Linked DNA regions of Macaca mulatta: region 2 is linked to region 1. Evidence: chromatin contacts called from public Hi-C data. All regions are on one chromosome and are shown on one strand. Each heading gives the region's core, a stretch centred on a gene start, on an enhancer-like site or on the middle of the called end of the contact. The rest is flanking DNA. Distances are from core to core; before and after follow the strand shown. Region 1 holds the start of SFT2D3 (SFT2 domain containing 3). Region 2 holds the start of MYO7B (myosin VIIB).

Region 1 (5,703 bases), core at 2,965-5,464:
CTGTCACACCATTTTTGTGACAGAGAAATACTTGAAGATTAATGTAGTTTGTAGTAGGTTCAAAGTTATACTCAGACATGCTCTGACAGATGGAAAACTGAACTCTGAAGAGAAAATGCAGTCTTCTGGCTGTCCAGCGAGGGAGCTCCCCCTTGGAAGCATCTCCTAGGAATCACAGTGTAGATTTGAATCGCCTTGTCAGGATGAGGAGAGCAACTTGATGTTAGTCAGAAATAACGTCACATGCCCTTTAGATAACTTGAAATCACACATGGAGTTGATAAGGAATGGACCAAAATAGCTCCTAAAACCATTTTGGAACACTTAATTAATCTCTTTCTCTTCCATACTAGCTATGTGGAAATACCAGTGTTATGGCAGGGTGTACTTCTAATTCATAAGCCAGACAGATCTTGTCCATGGCAAATTCCTTGTTTGAAATAAACATACCATTTAGCCCAGTTTGGATTGGAAGCCAAAAATTCAGTTTGTTATACCCCATGATACTTTCTATACTGACCTTTATTTTGGTTTTACATGGAAGCTTTTATTAAAAGGACTGTCCTATGGCCACCTTAACATTTCATTACATTGGCAGCTTCAGTTTGGCGTCAAGTCAAATTTATTTGGCACATTTAGTGGTGCTGGAAGTTTCATTTTTTCTTCTTTTTTTTGAGACAGAGTCTCGCTGTCACCCAGCCGGGAGTGCAGTGGAGCAATCACGGCTCACTTCAGCTTCGACTCTGCCTCAGCGTCCCTAGTAGCCGGGACTACAGGCACACGCCACCATGCCCAGCTCATTTTTTTTTGTATTTTTTGTAGAGATGGAGTTTCACCACGTCGCCTATGCTGCTCTCAAACTCCCGGGCTCAAGCGGTCCACCTCCTGTGGCCTCCCAAAGTGCTGGGATTGCAGATGTGAGCCACAGGACCTGGCTGCTGCTGCTGGAAGTTTCAGTGGTTGCTTAGAAAAGGCATACTGACATAGTTTAACAGTATATGAAACTCTAGCTGGTTCTCCATGAATGTAAAAACTAGCAAAAGCTAACTGATTTATGTGGAGAAAATGTCAGCCATATACACTGCTTTTCAGTGTTAGAATCCAGAGACTTTTTTTTTTAACTTTGAAATTACAGCTTAATCAGCACCCCACCATAAACATGCTATTATAAGGCTCAAGATTGCTTTAGGTTATGGATATTTCTTCACTCTCCCCCAACTGGTATAGCTTAAAGACAGAGAAACTGTAATCAAATTTCATGAAGCTAAAACCGGATCCAGAGACCAAACTCATATCAAGATTAGCCTTTTTTTCCCTGAGATTCCAGTGGAAAAAATTTCATTATTTTGGGCTGTAACTTTAAAAACATAGTATCTCAAGCAGATAACCAGATCACATTTTAAACATTTTCATTTTACCTTTAAGCTCTACTGGACTTGACAGATCACATTTTGAGAGTGATTTCATTTAGAGAAAACAAGAAGCCTACATTATATCTATTAAATACATAATGGCATTTAAAAACATCACTGTCAGAATACATACTAGATGTTGTGATTTGAAGCTTATAAAAACTAGATTTTCAATGTTTGAACTGAGAGAAAATGTTTGAGACAGGGTCTCGCTGTGGCCCAGGCTTGGGTGCAGTGGTGCGATCACAGCTCACTGCAGCCTCGACCTCCTGGGCTCAAGTGATCTTCCCACTTCAGCCCCACCCCGAGTAGCTGGGATCACAGTTTTGTGCCACCACATCTGGCGAATTTTTAAAAGATTTTTTGTGGAGATGGGGTTTAACTATGTTGCCCAGGCTGGTCTTGAACTCCTGGCCTCAAGCGATCCTCCCGCCATGGCCTCCCAAAATGCTGAGATTACAGGTGTGAGCCACCAGCTGAGAAATGTTGAATTTTAAAGTTTTTATTTAAGAAATAAACATTGTAAAACATTATAAAACCCCCAACTATTGCAAGTTCTAGAGAAATTGAGAACAGAAATTTAGGTGACTAGAAAGAACAGCCAATGGCACAAGTCTTTACAATTAAAAAAATAAATCATTCTGAAAATACTGCATTTGCTCCCTCACTAGCAGCCGCCTGAGGTAGGTAACCTTGTTTACTGACGGGGAACAAGGCAGTATTCTTCACCAAATCTCAGGGCGGGTAGCCTGCAAGCCTACAGCGTGGGTGTTGGCCACTTGCGTCACTTGCTGGGACAGTGCTTAGGGACCTAACTTAGGAACATACATTTTGGGGCTGGAGGAAGCAGCAGTGCTCTACCGCGGCCCGGCAGACACCCTGTTAGGCAACACTGGGATCCAGCTCAGGAAAAGCATTATTTTCAAATTGTGCAAGCCAAGGCACAGAAGTGGTCTTCAACCTTGGGGAACGTAGAATCACCTGGGGAGCTTTAAAAAGGTCCTGATGTCTAGGACCTACTTCCCTGGTTCAGACTGCGTTGATCAGAGGTGTGGCTCTTCAAGTAACTGACATGCAGTCAAGCGCGAGAACCACTGGCACACAATGTTTAAATTCTAAATATATTTTACTTCCTAGTGTGTTGCTACTGACAAAACGTAGTCTTCTGGACTCATCAGAATGTTAGGCTCATACTTTTCTGGCAATAAATTACGGTAGGTAAAAGTAACCGCTGAACCTAAAATGAAGGAAGCAGCAATTAGATATAAAAAGCATCTTAAGATCAGCCTGCAAATTGTAAACTAGTTTACAAAGCAGACCATACAATGAGGAATAATTCGAGCTTGTAGAAATCCATGGTCTCCATCAGATACAGGTGTTCCGGATCTAGAATTATCTTCCTATTTGCAGGATTTCCGCAGAGCCCGCTAAGCTTGTACGCGCCCCTTCCTGGATCCCATGCTGCTTGGGGCAGGAAATTTCTTTTGGTCCATCGCTTTCGTCGTGAAATACAGAACTAATTTTCCTTTCATGTTATAAGGCACCATATGTATGATTTTGTTAACTGAAGAAAAAACCCGAGATTAACTCTTAAATAAGTACTTTTAAAAGTACTTACTCAGTGGCTGAATTCGGTGTTTAATAATCTGATACCCTTCTGGATTCGCCGGCACCGAAGAGAATAATTTCCAAGTTTTAGCACAGCCAAAACAAAAAATTACCGTCGCTAAGCTACATCTAGCGCTGGATTTTAAAATGACAAAACAGCCTGAGAAAAATCACGAGAGCAGCTAATTCGAAGAAAAGTCCTTTTTCTTTACTCAGCGGAACCTAAGATCACAGTTACTTCGACAGCAACTTATAACCGTCTCACATCCTGTCACCAGTTCAATGACAAAATCTGTTTTCAGAGCATGTGCCAAGTCCAGCACAAAACGCTGACATCGACGACCTCCCAACGCTGCGGTCGCCTCCCCTGGCAGCAGCCGCTCCCGGCTTAGACTCACAGGCGGTCACGGCAGGGTCTTCGCCGCGGGCGTCCCGGCACCGGCGTGCAGTCCTCGGCTCGGCAGGGGCAGTCTTCGACGGCGCTGGCTACGCGTCCTTCCCCAGTGGCGCGGGGTCGAGGTCCTCACACGGGCAGCACCTTGGTGAGGCCGGCGCCGCGGCCCAGGCGACCCAGCGCCAGGCGCAGCGCGGTGCCGCCGCCCCAGGGCAGCAGCCCGACCAGCGCGGCCAGCAGCGCGGCTACCTGCGCGCCCGCGCCCAGCACCGTGAGCAGCGTGCTGCGCAGGCCCAGCGCGGCGAACAGCGTGGCGCCCAGCGCTGCCGTGTAGAGCAGCGCGGGCCGGGACGGCGCTTCTTCGCAGCGCAGCAGCCGCCCGCACGCCGCGCCGCCCCGCAGCAGCGCGCCTCCCGCCAGCGCCAGCGCGGAGCCCAGCGACCAGAGCAGCGCGAACTTGCGCGCGCGCAGCAGCAGCACCGGCGCGTAGAGCGCGGCCAGGCCGAAACAGAGTGCCGCCAGCAGCAGGCACCCGCCGCCCGCCGCCAGCCGCTGCCCGCGCGTCACGCTGGGCAGGCACGCCGGGCCCGCAGCCACCGACTCCCCAGGGCTCCGCGCCCAGGTCCAGGGTAGGCCCGCGCGGCCCAGCCACGCCCCCGCCGGCCCGTCCCCGGGCTCCTCCGCCTTCCCCGCGGCGAGCAGCGGCTCCGCGGCCGCCGGGCCGCCCCCTTTCCCCTGCGCCAGGTACTCCTGCAACTGGCGGTGGAGGTCCGCCATCTTGGACAAGGTGGCGGCAGGAAGGAAAAACACCGTTCACATCCGGCCCTCCCCGGCCGCGGGCGGAAGCGGCTCGGCCTTCGGGCCGCAATTGGTCGGCCGCGGCGAAAGGGGCAGGGCCTGCGGCGCTCGCGGAAGTGCCGAGGTGCCTCTTCCGCGGACTTTTGTGGTGTCCTCAAGTACCGCGGGCGTAGGTGCAGTTTGTCCGCCTGCAGTCGCCCTCCCAGCGCCTGACCCTCTTCCTTGTTCTGAGTACGCGCCCTTACGGCCTGGCTAAGTCCTGCCAGCATTAATAGTTGGAAGGCAAGGGTGGGCGGGGTTCTAAAGGGGCACAAGAGGGACCCTTTTGCTGATAGAAATGTCCTGTGGCCTCACTGTCTGCGTCTACCGTGGCGGTGATATTGTGCTAGTTTTGCAACATGGAGGAATGGGTAAAAGGTACACGGGATCTGTTTCTTACAACTGAACACAAACTTAACAGTGATCTCAACATAAAAATTTGATTTTTTAAAAAAGTTGAGATCTGTGTGACTCAGGTGGTTTTGTTTGGGGGGAAAGTTGCGTCCTGATTGGTTACGTCACTTGTAGTAATAGTGACCATCCTAATCACTTACCATGGGGTTGATAAAGGAAGGGTTGACACCCAGTAAGCTCCACCTGCTTCTCTATTCTGTTCTCAGTTTCAGCCACAGGCCTGGCAACATGCTTGAGTCCTTCGCGCCCCTTGTCCAAGACTCTGTGCTGCTGTTCTGTGTGTTTGGTGTCACTCTCGTGCTCGGGACACCGCCACGCCCAGGTGTCCTGACTCATCGTCAGATCACTCTGACAAGCTAACCATCCCGATTTATTCCGAGGCCGCACCCACGTGTCCTGCTCTTTCTCAGAGCCTCCTAGAGGATGTCTGCCTGTGGTTCTTCTCACAGGTCCGATTCCTCCAGATTCTTCCAGCTGCCTCCACAGCTCCCCTCACCACCTTGGCTTCCCCTGGGTGGCCCTGCGTCCTTGGTCCTCTGCCCTAGGTGGATGTAAAGTTAATGGCTTCCTGCTGTTTGACTTCTCAGCCTTTCCATCCCCTGTGTGACTAATCTCCCCCACTAAGTTCCTTTTAATGCTTTCTGTTTTCTTGGTTGGATCCTGACAGATGTAATTCTTTTTCAAAATACATTCTGATTTGTTATCACTTGATAATAATAGTGACCATCCTGATCACTTAGCATGGCTAAACCATTAGGATGGCTAGGATCGAAACAAAAAACAAAAACAACACACCAGAAAGTTACAAGTCTGTCAAGGATGTGGAGAAACTACAAGCCTTGTGCACTGTTGGTGGGAATGTAAGATGCTCAGCTGCTGTGGAAAACAGTATGGAAGTTCCTAGAAAAATATATATATAAATAAATAAGTATATATATATGTATATATGTACACACACAGAGATACATAGACACATAAACATATACACATATTTGAATACATATATGTGTGTGTGTGTACATAATTACAGTCTGATCC
Region 2 (6,290 bases), core at 532-3,031, 180 kb after region 1:
TGTGTTTCCACTGATAAACACACTGCTTTAACTAAGGCTCTGTATTCATTTGAAAGAGGTGTCCTGTCTTACTAAATTGTTGACTTTCTGAGTACAAAAGTTAGATCTGATGCTTCTTTGCAGCCTTCTAGAGCTAAGAACATTGTTGTGTGTCCAGAGTGTTTCTATCCACTCTCCAAACCACCAGTACAGTTAGTTTTAACGCTAAAATTCAGTAATTATCATCTGGCAATTGCATTGTTTATAACCCAACCACTTTCCTGACTGCTGGACTTACATCTCTGGTGAAACTAAAAGGTTCTCTTCCACCGAAACTCTTCCTGGAATTTTCATCTTTTAATCCTGCTCCATTTACACAGGTGTACTCTACATTTACACAGGTATACTCTCACCTTTAGAAGAGGGCTTAGAGCCTTGATATCTTCTATCAAGTGATTTGGTGTCGGGCATTGCTCATTCTTTGTTCTTCTGATTCTCAAGACTGCCTGAGAAGCTGCCATTCCCACAGCTGAAAATAAGGAATTTGGATTCCATGCTGTTTCCACCACATCGGAAAAGAATATCCGTGAACTCTCTTGCAGGAAAATGGGAATTTCCAGAGAGAAACCACTTCTCCCCTTTCTTCTCTTCCCACGTCCTCTTCAGGAGCCTATAATTGGGCTCTGCCAGCATACTCTGACTGGCTAACGAAGGGTCAGATATCTGTAGTAGTAACAAAACGCTCTTTTTCTACATGTCTACACCTCCTGGGGAATCTTTGCTTAAACCTCTACTGGCCCTCCTCCCATCAAAAGTCAAGAATGTTCCCCTCCCTGTCCAAGACTAAAATGAACAAGTAAGGAAATAGATTTTACTCAGCCTATTTCAACAGGGAGAGCACTCCAGAGACGATCAGTGTCTTGGCAGCGCAGTTTTGCCTTTTATAGGGAGGAAGGTGGAATGACTGACAGTTGGGATTGTTTTGCAATCAGGATAAATTTCAGTCAGGTGAACAGAAAATATTCTCTAACTAGTTTGGGGTCGGGGGAGTGTTCTAATCTCAACTAATTACTCGATTATCAGCAGCAGGAATTTAAGGTCTGTCTGGCTTTATTAACAGGCTCAGAATAAAGGGGAAAGGTCTGTTTGTCCTCGTCACAGGCAAACAAGGGGGTCATCTGCACGCGTTTTATCCGAGTCACGTGGCGATGGGTGGTTCTTCACAGTGTGCCGTTCCAGACACACAAATAGACGAAGGGGTTTCTTAATCACCGCTGTTTTCTAGGAACACAGGGCTCAGGTAAAGTTCAACTTCACCTTCCTCGGTGTTTCATCAGGGGAACCCTTCTGGAAGCAAAGATGTGTACTTCTTACTGCTGGCCAAATAGCTTCTTAACAAGGATGAAAGAGAGGAAGACGCTGGGAGAGGAGGCGCCGTGGCTCGCGCCAGTTAGTAACGCATCACAGCTCGCGGTCGTCGTACTACAAGTCCCAGGGAGCAACGCTCGCTTTCTCGCCTACTGCGGGCGGGAACGAGGCGCCTCGGGGCCTGACGGGAACCACCGTGGTTTGGCTGAATGACGGAAAAGTCATTTGAGCGGGTCTTCATTTTTCGGAAGAGTATCTCAAAAGCTCTTCAAACAAGGCACGGACACAGAATCTAGAAAATGATAAAGAATAAACGATAACGTTATTTCCACGGGGGCCAGACCGGGATCCACCCGAGCAAGGTATTTAATTAAAGCCCGAGCTCCAGCTCAGTTTTCCCAGGAGTCTCCTTTCCGGCCGTGCCTTGGCGTCAGTGCTGTTGCGTCTTCTCATTGGCCGGTTGACGGGTTGCGGCGCCTGCGCGCTGCATTCCTTTGAGGGTCGTGGGCAGACGCCATTTTGGCCCCAGCGGTGCTTCTAGGAAGTAGAGCGCCGGCTCGCGTGCCTGCCTGCCTGCCAGCCTGCCAGCCTGCCTCCGCTTCCAGGTCAAAGCATTCGCCGTTGCCGCTGCCGCTTTCTTACTCTCCGCACCCGTTAAGTTCTCCGGTCGGGCGGGAGTCTCTGAACACTCAGCCGCGCCTTCCGGGGTCACACCGCCTGGAAGGAGGTGACGGGGGCGGCGCGGGGCGCGGACACTCCCCGCTGAGAGTCCGCCTGCCATGGACTCGGAATATTACAGCGGCGACCAATCAGGTGGGGCAGGGACCTGGGGGACCGGGCTGGGGGGCGGAGCAGTTACTCGGCGGGTCTCGGCCTGGCACCCCGCGGGTGGGGGCAAGGAGGCCCCCGAAACCTTCCCTCCCGCGACCCGGCCCGAGGAGGGCAAGAGCCCACTGACCGGCTGCAAGCCTCGAAGCTAGAACGTTGGAGACGGGATTCTGGTGGGAAAGCTTTCTTCTGAATCGGCGAAGGTTTTTGCTGAAATTGGGAAGTCACTTTCGTATATTAAGCTCCTATTGTGTGCAAAGTGCTAGGGAAGGAGAGGTATCTTCTGTTAAGAGTTTTCAGTAGTTGAGTAGTTGGAGAATCCAAGGGGCGATGGGGCGGGGGATCCTTCCTACACTTTTCACTCCTAAGGGAGTGGTTTAATCTTGCCTGCAACACCGGACATAAGTGCAGGACGCATGTTTCAGATGCATGCATAGAGTAAGGAATGCACTTCTGGCACTTGTGATTTTTGTGCCTTTCTTCCACCTTGAGACGGTTCCTCTTTCTCCTCACCTTCCTCACCGAAGTTTGGTCTCCTTTCTTTACTGTTTGTTTATTCTGTAAACTCTTAATGGGGCCCACTCTGCTGGCACGGTGCTCGGCACCTGAGATTAAGGATAAGTGAAGCAGAACCTGGTGTGGGAAACACGTGGGGTTTGCTTTCCCTTTGTGTGCTAGTTGTATTGGGGGTTCTGTCTCAAAAGTTCTTAAATACACCCACTATGTAGCCACAAAAATTGAAAATTAAAAAAAAATTAAAAAAAAACTTGAGTTCTCAATGGTTTAAGCGTTAAGCTCTTTACTGTTTTGAGTTCATTGCTTTTCCTTACATAGGACAGTGAATTGTAATGACTGCAAAGGGTTTTCCAAGCATTCACTGCTTAAAAACACCTTCCTAAGCCAGGTGCGGTGGCTTATGCCTGTAATCCCAGCACTTTGGGAGGCGTAGGCGGCCAATGGCTTGAACCCAGGAGTTCGAGACCAGCCTGGGCAACATAGTGACACCACCCCCACCCCGCCACGCCCCTACCTCCCACCCCCAACCCTCGTCTCTACAAAAAAATGCGAAAATTAGTGTGGTGGTGCACACCTGTAGTCCCAGCTACTCAGGAGGCTGAAGTGGGAGGATCCTTTGAGCCCTGAGCCTGGGAGGCAGAGGTTGCAAGTGAGCGAAATTACACCACTGCACTCCAGCCTGGGCGACAGAGCAAGACTCTGTCTCGGAAAAAAAAAAAAAAACACTTTCCTGATACTTTCAAAATAGTTTTTTTTCCATTCATTTGTGTTTTTAAGTTACTTTTTAAAAAGTGGACTGGGCACGGTGGCTCACGCCTGTAATCCCAGCACTTTGGGAGGCTGAGGTGGGCGGATCACCTGAGGTCAGGAGTTTGAGACCAGCCTGGCCAACATGGTGAAACCCGTTCTCTACTAAAAATACAAAAAATTAGCCAGGTGTGGTGGCGGGCGCCTGTAATCCCAGCTGCTCAGGAGGCTGAGGCAGGAGAATCACTTGAACCCTGGGGGTGGAGGTTACAATGAGCTGAGATCACGCCATTTGCACTCCAGCCTGGACAAAAGGAGCAAAAAAAAAAAAAAAAAAAAAGTAATTGTATGTAATACTTGTACATAGGTTAAGTACTAAAAGAGGTAACAGAAAAATAGCAGTTCCCTGACTTACTCCCTCCACCCACTTCACATTCTTTTAGCTGTTTGGGGTGTTTACCTGTGTATTCCTAATTCGTTCACTCTCTTGCTGCATCATTTTTAGGCATTCTCTAATGATCTGTTATGCTAGGACATTTTAGCCTATGTGCCCCCTTCTCCCCTGTCTTCCCACTGTTGCAGCATAATTGTTAAACTTCAAAACTATTATTTTTGTCATGACCGTATATTCTTCTTAGCTAAGTAGATTAGCTCATTAATACGATAGTATCATAATGATTCTTCTTCCCCCCCCTCCATGTGGCTGCCTAAAGGAGAATGTGATTTCATTCTTATAGAACGTTTTGGTTTTCCTGTAGTTGACTACATTTTTTAAAACTTGCTTATTTTTATAAAACTGTTAAGTCTTCCTATCTTCTCAACCCTAACTTCCTCTCAATACGATTTTACTCTGTATTTTTAAAGCATTGGGGCTGGGTGTAATCCCAGCACTTTAGGAGGCAAAGGCAGGAGGATCGCTTGAGGCCAGGAGTTTGAGACCAGCCTGGACAACATAGCAAGACCCCATTTCAACAAAAATATTAAAGAAAGTTGGGTAACAGTTTTTATTTACAATTTTATATATGCTTTTCTTGAAGAAATTTTCAGTAGTTTTGGACTGGAGTTCCTTGTGTTCTTCATTTGTAAACAAATACTTACTGTATATCAGGTACTAGGCAGTGTTCTGGGCTCCAGAGATTTAGCAGTGAACCAAAATCCCTGTTCTTGTGGCACTTTCATTCAAGTGAAGAAGACCCACATTAAACAAAATAACTTCAGGTAGTAATATTAGAAGGTGGTAAATGCCCTGTAGAGAAAGACAGACCCAATTTTAACATGAAGTTGAAATAAATTGTTGACTTGGTGTTTAGTGTTGTTTCTTAAGCTACAAATTGTTTTTATGGTGTAGTTTTGCTGCCACATATTTCACAGTACGTGTTAGGATTGTTGGTATTTGTATGAGTATTGTCTTATTCAAAATATTAGCATCTTTAGTTATGCTTCCTCAGTGGTAACTTTTGCATTTACGTTATTCTTGATTCAGTGTGTTCATTTCACTGTAGATGTCATTCATCTTACACCATAAGTTGGTTTTTGTTTTGTTTTTAATCAGATGATGGTGGTGCTACCCCAGTACAGGATGAACGAGATTCAGGGTCAGACGGTGAGGATGATGTAAATGAGCAACACTCCGGATCAGACACTGGAAGTGTAGAACGTCATTCAGAGGTATTGGCTAACCAACATCTTTGGGAGGGCTTTTCCCTTGCATTCTGTGAGACCTGTTATGTTATAGGAGTTACAGAATCTCTGTGACAGTTTAGGGTTTAATCTCTGAGAGAAAAGGAGCATAAGTTAATAGAAAACTGCTTGAAAAATAAATAGGGGTGGTCTGGTTACTGTTGAAATCACAGTGAAATACGTTCTGATTGGGTCACATTTCAAATGTTGGGCAGCTTTCAACTGTGCGTATTGATTCAGAAATGGGCCTGGCCTTTGATATTTGGCTAAGTTTCCCTATTCTGCAATAATGTTGTAGTGGGGCATTGAGCATTTGCACTCTGAAGGAATACCACTTGAAGGTTACAGGGGTTATCACCTGTCAAAATTTATGTCAGCATTTGCCCTTCTCATTTTGAACTGTTATGGTGTGTATAAAGTATGTAATAATGTTTTTGTTTTTTTTTTTTGAGACAGTCTTGGCTCTGTAACACAGACTGGAGGTACAGTGGTGAGATCTTGGCTCGCTGCAGCCTCCGCCTCGTGTGCCCAAGACATCCTCCCACCTCATAGCCTCCTGAGTAGCTGGGACTACAGGCACAGGCCACCACATCCAGCTATTTTTGTTTTCTTGGTAGAGTCAGGGTTTCACCATGTTGGCCAGGCTGGTCTCAAACTCCTGACCTCAAGTGATCTGCCCGCCTCAGCCTCTCAAAGTGCTAGGATTACAGGCGTGAGCCACCACACCTGGCCCGCAAATATAATTTTAAGAGCTGTTTCTGTTTAATAATACGGAATAGTATTGGGTTTTGTGTACATTTTAACATATTTGGCCTAATACATAAATATTTCAGAACTGCTTTATTTGCCTTTCTGGTTATACATCATGTTAACAAGATAAAATTGGGAAATTTTTCAATAAATTCACCTTAAGTCTTCAGTAGACATGACTGAAACAAATAGGAATGATAAAGATGGAAAGATTTAAGAACTTTCTGTGCCTTATATTTTTCTTGATTACACATATGCAGAAAATTGTCCAATTTTTAGTAGGTATGATTAGAGATTATATTATTGACTCTGTCCTTTGACAGCATATCATACATTCAGCAAGTATTTATTGAGCGCCTAATATGTGTCAGACTCTTTTTGCAGGTGCTTTGGACTTATCAGTGACTAGAAGTTAAAATCTT

What was found. A called contact is a pair of places that touch in the nucleus more often than the background predicts.
Region 2: a Hi-C map of fetal cortex germinal zone shows a contact between it and region 1, with 2.7 times the contacts expected there. The contact joins the promoter of MYO7B here to the promoter of SFT2D3 in region 1. A contact is called at or near these places in 4 of 14 Hi-C or Micro-C datasets (blood, cortical neurons, fetal cortex germinal zone and 1 more).

The regions. Positions count from the first base shown.
Region 1 is chr12:9,574,741-9,580,443 of T2T-MMU8v2.0, forward strand. It overlaps SFT2D3 (SFT2 domain containing 3), which reads right to left and starts at 4,215. Exons shown (of 3, transcript XM_028842724.2): 1 at 3,031-4,215. The coding sequence starts at 4,191. The coding sequence ends at 3,544.
Region 2 is chr12:9,753,246-9,759,535 of T2T-MMU8v2.0, forward strand. It overlaps MYO7B (myosin VIIB), which reads right to left and starts at 1,782. Exons shown (of 48, transcript XM_077956735.1): 1 at 393-1,782. It overlaps IWS1 (interacts with SUPT6H, CTD assembly factor 1), which reads left to right and starts at 1,857. Exons shown (of 17, transcript XM_077956771.1): 1 at 1,857-2,160; 2 at 4,991-5,106. The coding sequence starts at 2,127.